Regions from separate parts of the Gossypium hirsutum genome. Here region 2 is linked to region 1. The links are chromatin contacts, called in public Hi-C maps. All regions are on one chromosome and are shown on one strand. The core of a region is the stretch at or near the end of the contact, and the rest is flanking DNA. Distances in the headings are between cores, read along the strand shown. Region 1 holds the start of LOC107910988 (spermine synthase). Region 2 holds the start of LOC107910846 (plastidial pyruvate kinase 4, chloroplastic).

Region 1 (3,551 bases), core at 213-2,712:
GTTTGTGGGGCGGGTTCGTATCAGGTGATGCCTGTCAAAAAGGCACCACTGGTGCTGCCTTTGACAGGCCCACCATTGGTGCCGCCTATGGCTATCCCACAACCGATCCTGCTTATGAGATGCCCTCGATCCATTATTTTATTATTATTATTTTTTCACTGTTTTCTACCCATTATTTAATATTTTTTTTCACTGTGTTTGTCAGAAAATTCAGGGTGGTGCTGCCTATGCACCACCCTCCATCACTTGAAGTATACCATTTTGATAAAATATCTTGAAGGCAGCCTATTTTCATTTTTTTTAATATTATTATAGTAAAAAACCCCGTCGAAATGTATAGGACTTTTTAAGTGCATTTTTTTAAAATGATTATATATCAAATTACTATGTTGAATTTGGTTTCTTGGTATATGTTTGGTTTGTTGATGCTGTGTTTAAGATTTTATTTAAATTTTGGAATTTAATTCAATATTATGTGGATTGTTTTTATGCATAAATTTTACTTAAATAGCCTAATTTTGTTTTGTTGTGTTAGTGAGTGAGAATTATGGTGTTTTGAACTTATTTGATATGTCAAATGTTCATTAATGGTTATTATATATGTTTTTTCAATTTTTGATATGTTTGCGATGTTATTTGTATAACTTAAATTGTCAAATTTCTACATATTTTTTAGGCTTATAAGTTTAGGTATCTGGACTTTATACTTAAATATTAGTACATGGCTTTAAGTATTGATCCATGTATGCATATATTGGTACATTGTGTCTTTGTATCGATACATGGACTTTGGAACCAAAATTGTTTTAAATTTCTGATACATGTATCGGCCCATAAAGACTAGATTCCAGCACTTATCCCTTGTTTTTGATGTTTTGAGCTGGAATTTTGTTCCAAAGATTGTTTTTATTGAGACTTTGTTTAATTATTAATGACACATGACATTTTTATAAATGTAATTTAATTGCATTATATGTAAGTGAGTTTAATCGAATTGTCTTGTTATTAATGTAGCATCGTATATTCGATTGTCTTCCGAATCAGATATAAGGTGTTGCAAATAGTATCATCAAAAATTGAATTTGTTTAGTTAAAATTTTTATAATAATTTTATTTTTCCCAACTTTTTAATTAATTTAATGTGCAATCTAATGGATATCAAATTCAGCCATAAACATTATATATAATATAAATAAACCATTTTATTTTGTGGTTATTAATCAACATTATTTTGAACTTGCTATTATTTTTTATCATTTTATCAAATATAATATTGGTTTACAAAGTTTAAATTCATAGCATATAAATGGTAGACCAAAACTCTATTCACTATCCAAACAAATCTTGATATACGAACTTCTAATTTAGTTTACTTAATTTATACCATTAGTGGTATACCAAATTTTTTGGTATACGAAGTTGGAATATAAGATATGCAATATTCTTTTCCTACTCCCACGCTGTGCCTCCTTTAGAAAAAGAATCTTATTTATGGCAATTGCTTTCCTATTTTTTATTTATTTTCGACCCGTTCTAGTATTCTCTATAAGGGTGTACCAGTCATTGAAGAAAAAAGTAATACTGTTTTTGAATAAAGTAGGCAAGTTCAAAGATTTCATTAATCTTGCGCTGCGCGTGGTTATATAAACAAGGGCTCGGAACTGCCATTTTCATCAAAACAAAGCTGCCACAAATAGATTTTCGATACATCTTTTTTTCCCTTCTTCTTCTTTCCCATCCACGCTCGATATTTGAGACTTTCCAGATTGTTGAGAGTTACATTAACACCAGGCGTGATTTTCTTCTTCCTTTTAATATTTTTCTTTATTTTTCATTGGCTTTCCTTTTTATTGTTTAATATTATCACTGCCGTTGTGTTAGTTCTGACATTTTGCTTTTTATTTTTTGTTTATTTATTTCATTTCATTCAAAAAGCGGACGTTTATTATCGGTTTTAGGAGAGTCGTTGCTTTTGAATTCGCTTTTCTAAACCCTAATTCTTCAACTCAGAAAATTTCACGGGAAAGAATTGGAGCTTTGCGTTGGTTTTTCCCTTTATATATATTTCAAAAAATCCGTTTATTTCTGTAATAAAAGCGAAAAACCTGAGGTTAAAGTTGCTGTAATTGTTATTTAAAGAAAGTTTATTGCTAACTGTAAGTTCTAAGTTGGATTTGAAATTTTCATTTCTATTACCTAACTTAGTGGAAATTAGCTTGTTTTTTTTTCATCTTACTTTGATCTTCTAGAAGCGGCATTTATGTTTGTTCCTATTCCATTTATTTATACAGCTTTCAATATTGATCATAGCTTTGAATTGTATAATATAATTTTCTCATCATAATCAATATAAAAATCCTCTGTGATAAATTTTTATACAGCTTTCAATGTTGATGATAGCTTTGAATTGTTATATTAAAAAGCGTTATTGGCCAGGAAATTCTACTTCAAAAGTCTTCTGCTATTTCACACTCCTTTCCTCTGCTTTTTCTTTTATTAATCTTTTTCCTCTTTGAGGCTTGTTATATTTTAAAAAATGATAAATAATGTATGAACATACTGCTAGATGTACAAGAAAGCTGGTGCTTTTTTCATCTTGAACATTCTACAACAAACTTTCTTTCAGTGATAAAAAAACTTTTAAAATGTTTTTTTTTTTGAAAAAAGATTTAATCTGCTCATGCATGCATATGTTAGTTCTGTTTCTATAAGCAGGGAACTTATGAATTGGTTTTGACATGTAGAGGCTGGAGCCGAAGAGGAAAAAGATAATCTATGGGGGAAGACGCAGGAAGAGGTTTGGAATGCCAGAAGATTATGGATGGGAAGGGGAATAATGGGAATAGTTCACAGAAGGCTATCCCTTCTTGTTGCTTGAAGGCTAGGGCTTCAGCCCCTGAGCTTGAGGCTAAATGCCATTCTACCGTTGTTTCTGGGTGGTTCTCAGAATCTCAGTCTTCTTCTGGTCATCATCTTTGAATTCTTTTCTTTCCTGCTCTTTTTCACTATTTGCCAGAATTTCATGGTTTGAGTCTTTTATCCTCACTTGTAGATAAGGCCGGTAAAATGGTTTACTTCAACAATCCTATGTGGCCCGGTGAGCTTTAAAGTTCCTCTTTAATTTATTTATGTTTTGATTTTAAAAATATTTTTTATCTTCTCGATGCCATGTAATAATTGATTTAATATATATTAAATCATAACAGAAGAAATCTGATAAAAGGTAATTAGTGACAATTCTGAACTTTCTCACAATGCTAGGGTTCCACTGGACTTTTGATAACTTTATCAAGTTAACTTATTCTTTGAAATGAGAGCTTAGTTAGGAGCGTCGAGTTGAACTAGGGGCAGCCTTTCATGCATTAGATCATATCATAACCTTTACTGATACTGACAATCTTTCAAATTTTTGTTGCAGGAGAAGCACATTCTCTGAAAGTTGAAAGCATTTTGTACAAAGCAAGGTCAGACTATCAAGAGGTTCTTGTTTTTGAGGTTTGGTATTTTTAACTCTACTTTATGATTTCCGTAATTGTTTACCTCTAGTTCCT
Region 2 (3,350 bases), core at 328-2,827, 330 kb after region 1:
CAATTATGACATTATTTATGATTATAATTTTGATTCGATAGTTTTTTGACATTAGCAGGAAAGAAATAATAACTTGTAATGAGTTAGGGAGAGAGTAATTTGAACCAGAAGTTCAACAATGATAGCTTATTACAAGTTAACTATCATATGTATTTACAAAATTAATGAGAATAATCAAATTAATATTTTAATTTGAACCAAAAGTCCCAGTAAGACAATCAATTAGAATAAATTATAGTTTGATCGGTTTCAAAGATTAAAATTCTTCTAGATGGTCATATAGTGAAGGCGGGTGTTCTAGAAAAGACCTAAGACATAGCTAATAAGTAAAACTCTAGAAGAGATTCAAGTATCTGAACTTGAATTTTAAAATAATGAAAATAAGATATCTCGATAAGGTATGTCAATTTGAGAAAATGTGGAACCGAATAATAAAAGTGGTCAATAATGATTTTGCATGCAAAATTGTTATTAAAATAATGAAATAAAAGGAGGATCTTAAATAAATCTATTGAAAAATATAGATATGGAATAAATTGATCAAAATAGAAAGACGCAACTCAAGTATAATTAAATTCGTGGAGGTTTTGGACCAATAGTCCAAATATATAAAGGTATAAAGCCAGTGAGGGTGCAAATGAAGTAGTTTTGTAAAAGCAGAATAAAAATATAAATTTTTTCACTAAGTACTAGTATTGATTATGAAAAAATGTAATATTCTTTTGTGGTAGATGTAATAACTTTTAGACATATTATTTTGACAATTCATAAAAGATTTAACTTGCATCTAATGCTTGTTGTTACAACCTTTATAAATCACTATATAGTAAAGTTTATATTGAAATCCTTGAAGGATTTAGAATGCTAGAAGCATATTGAAATTCTTAGGAAATAATTCATTTATATTGGTAAATTTGATTTAGTCAATAGTAGTTGAAAGATGATTATAAAATGATTGAAAATACCTATTTGTATTTTTATACAATGATCATGTTTAAAGTTTATTATGATTATTGTTGAAACTCCTAAAAAGATCAAAATATATTTCTCATAAATTTTCCTTCACTCATGAGTTTCAAAAGAATAGTGATATATATGCTTAGTAATACATTTAAATAGTCATTTAAAAAATTAGTATTCAATATTGAATACATAGAATATAAGAAAGTATGTGATGTTTTCATGAGGGGGAGTAAATATGTGTTATACTCTTTTTCCTTTAACCGATATTTGGTCTCATTGGGTTTTCATGATAAGTTTTTTAATGAGGCAGCATATTATGCGTATTATAGATTGTGTACTTTTTTTTCATCATTAGGTTTTTATCTTACAGGTTTTTCCTAATAAAGTTTTAACAATGTATATTATCTACCAATACCAATGGACATCCAAGAGCATTGTAATCACTCTTTTTGATCCGTACTTTTTTTCCTTTATAACCGTACAAATATAAAAATATTTAAAAATAAATTGAAAATAATAGTCAAAGTAAAATCTGTACAATCTGGTATGGAGGGGAAATTCTGGAATTCCAACCACACATATCGGCCATTTTGACTAATTGACCGACGTTCCGTGCAGTGCCACGTATGGAAACTGGCACGTGCTATCCACACTTCTTCGCCTTCAGATTTCCTTCTCTCAGACTCATTCCTTCATTTCCCGTGCAAAACCCAAAAGGCAAAGCAGGAGGAGGAAGGAGGAGGCTAACCGTAAAATCACTGCATTCTCTGAAAGGTTACCTACCTTCTTTCTTTTTTTAGTTCTCGATTATTCCTCATCACATAAAAATAAAAATTTGTTCGTGATTTCATTTTCTGCTTCCTGAAAATTCTTAAAGAAACGAAAATAGTGTGGAAATTTCGTATTTCCTTTATATCCGATTTTTTTAAAACCTTTGATTGGTTTCAGCATTCTTGATGAATCTGAAGATATTTTTTGTTTGGTTCTGGTTTTCAGGTTCCAACTTTCTGAAATCTGTTTCTGTCTGAGTTGAGTCAGCGAATAGATGACGACTTCTATTGTCACAAATCATAAGGCTACACCTATACGCCATGTAATTGCATGCTCCGTCTTTAATCCTTTATAATTACCCTGCATTATCTGAAACGCTTTCCTATCATCAATTTTTTTTTATTGAATTATTGTCAGTATATCTATAAATAGATTATTTTTAACACTGAATTCTTATTGATTTGCCATGTAAATCCTATCCACAATTATTCCCCAATTCATTCATGTCTTTGTTAGGTTTTATTTTTATTTTCAATGATGTGCTTTTTGTATTCTTTGGTTAAGCTTGATATGCCTTCTTCTCAGGCCATCCACTCCGCTGATGTATTTAGCCGGAGGGGGAAGTTTTCGCATCTGCCTTGCAAACTTAATGTGAAGCAGTCAGTGGAAACTGTTCAATTATGGGCAAAAATTAAGAACACTCGCACTACCATGACTACAGCTTTTGCTACCCCACACGAAAATGATGAAGGTGAAAGAAGCGGTTCACATGCTTGTTCCGATGAGCAAGTGTTTGTGCCTTTGGAAAATAATTATAGTTCCAATGATCTGGATGAGGAAGCTGCTGGTTCTCTTCCGGAGTCAGGTTCAGGAGGCTTTCAGATGGTCGAGCACTCGGTAAATCTGGCAAGCCTCCTGGACAAATTGAAGGCTTTACATTTGCATGTATTAGCGTCAGAGCAGTGGAATGCATCTAGGCTGAAATTATGTCACAAGTACGTTGGAAAGTTGAAACTATATTTGTTATGTTTGCCTTCTGTAGTACTGCCAGTGCCATCTTAAATGTTTATCTTATTCACAAGGCTAGTTAATATAAAGAAAGTGGAAAATACTTGAAAGTACTTATTGCAATTGTAGACTACTTTATAAAATCTTATTTTCAGGCATTTTTCTAATTTATGGAGACTTTCTTGTTCCAGCAATTACGTGGAGAGTGCAAAAAACTTAATCCATTATTTGGCTTTGAAATGTCTTGACATTGAGCCACTCAAAGACGATCTAGCTTTGATCAGTCTGCTGAATTTGGAGATGGTCAATTCATCTGTCCTTGCAAGTCTTACCACATGCATTGAACTGTTGGAGAACCTACAGTTGAACTCTTCAAGAACTGGCAAAGATGTCAGTGCCGGAATTTCCACTCAGGGAAAGCTATATCATCAAAAGAATGGGAATTTCACAATAAACACGATGAGAACGAAGGCATGTTTGAACCGAGAGTTATTATTGGGACCACTTCAAGGTAGTAGGTGTACACATATCATGACAACGGTTGGAGAAGAAGCTCTTGAGAGTGAAACACTAATAACCGATCTTATAAAGGCTGGGACCTCAATAAT

What was found. A called contact is a pair of places that touch in the nucleus more often than the background predicts.
Region 2: a Hi-C map of leaf shows a contact between it and region 1, with 4 times the contacts expected there. The contact joins the promoter of LOC107910846 here to the promoter of LOC107910988 in region 1. A contact is called at or near these places in 4 of 34 Hi-C or Micro-C datasets (all in leaf).

Annotation. Positions count from the first base shown.
Region 1 is chrA08:51,557,389-51,560,939 of Gossypium_hirsutum_v2.1, forward strand. LOC107910988 (spermine synthase) reads left to right here and starts at 1,463. Exons shown (of 11, transcript XM_041074673.1): 1 at 1,463-1,793; 2 at 2,745-2,965; 3 at 3,053-3,097; 4 at 3,419-3,495. The coding sequence starts at 2,776.
Region 2 is chrA08:51,891,261-51,894,610 of Gossypium_hirsutum_v2.1, forward strand. LOC107910846 (plastidial pyruvate kinase 4, chloroplastic) reads left to right here and starts at 1,578. Exons shown (of 5, transcript XM_016838805.2): 1 at 1,578-1,737; 2 at 1,960-2,056; 3 at 2,320-2,729; 4 at 2,934-3,350. The coding sequence starts at 2,009.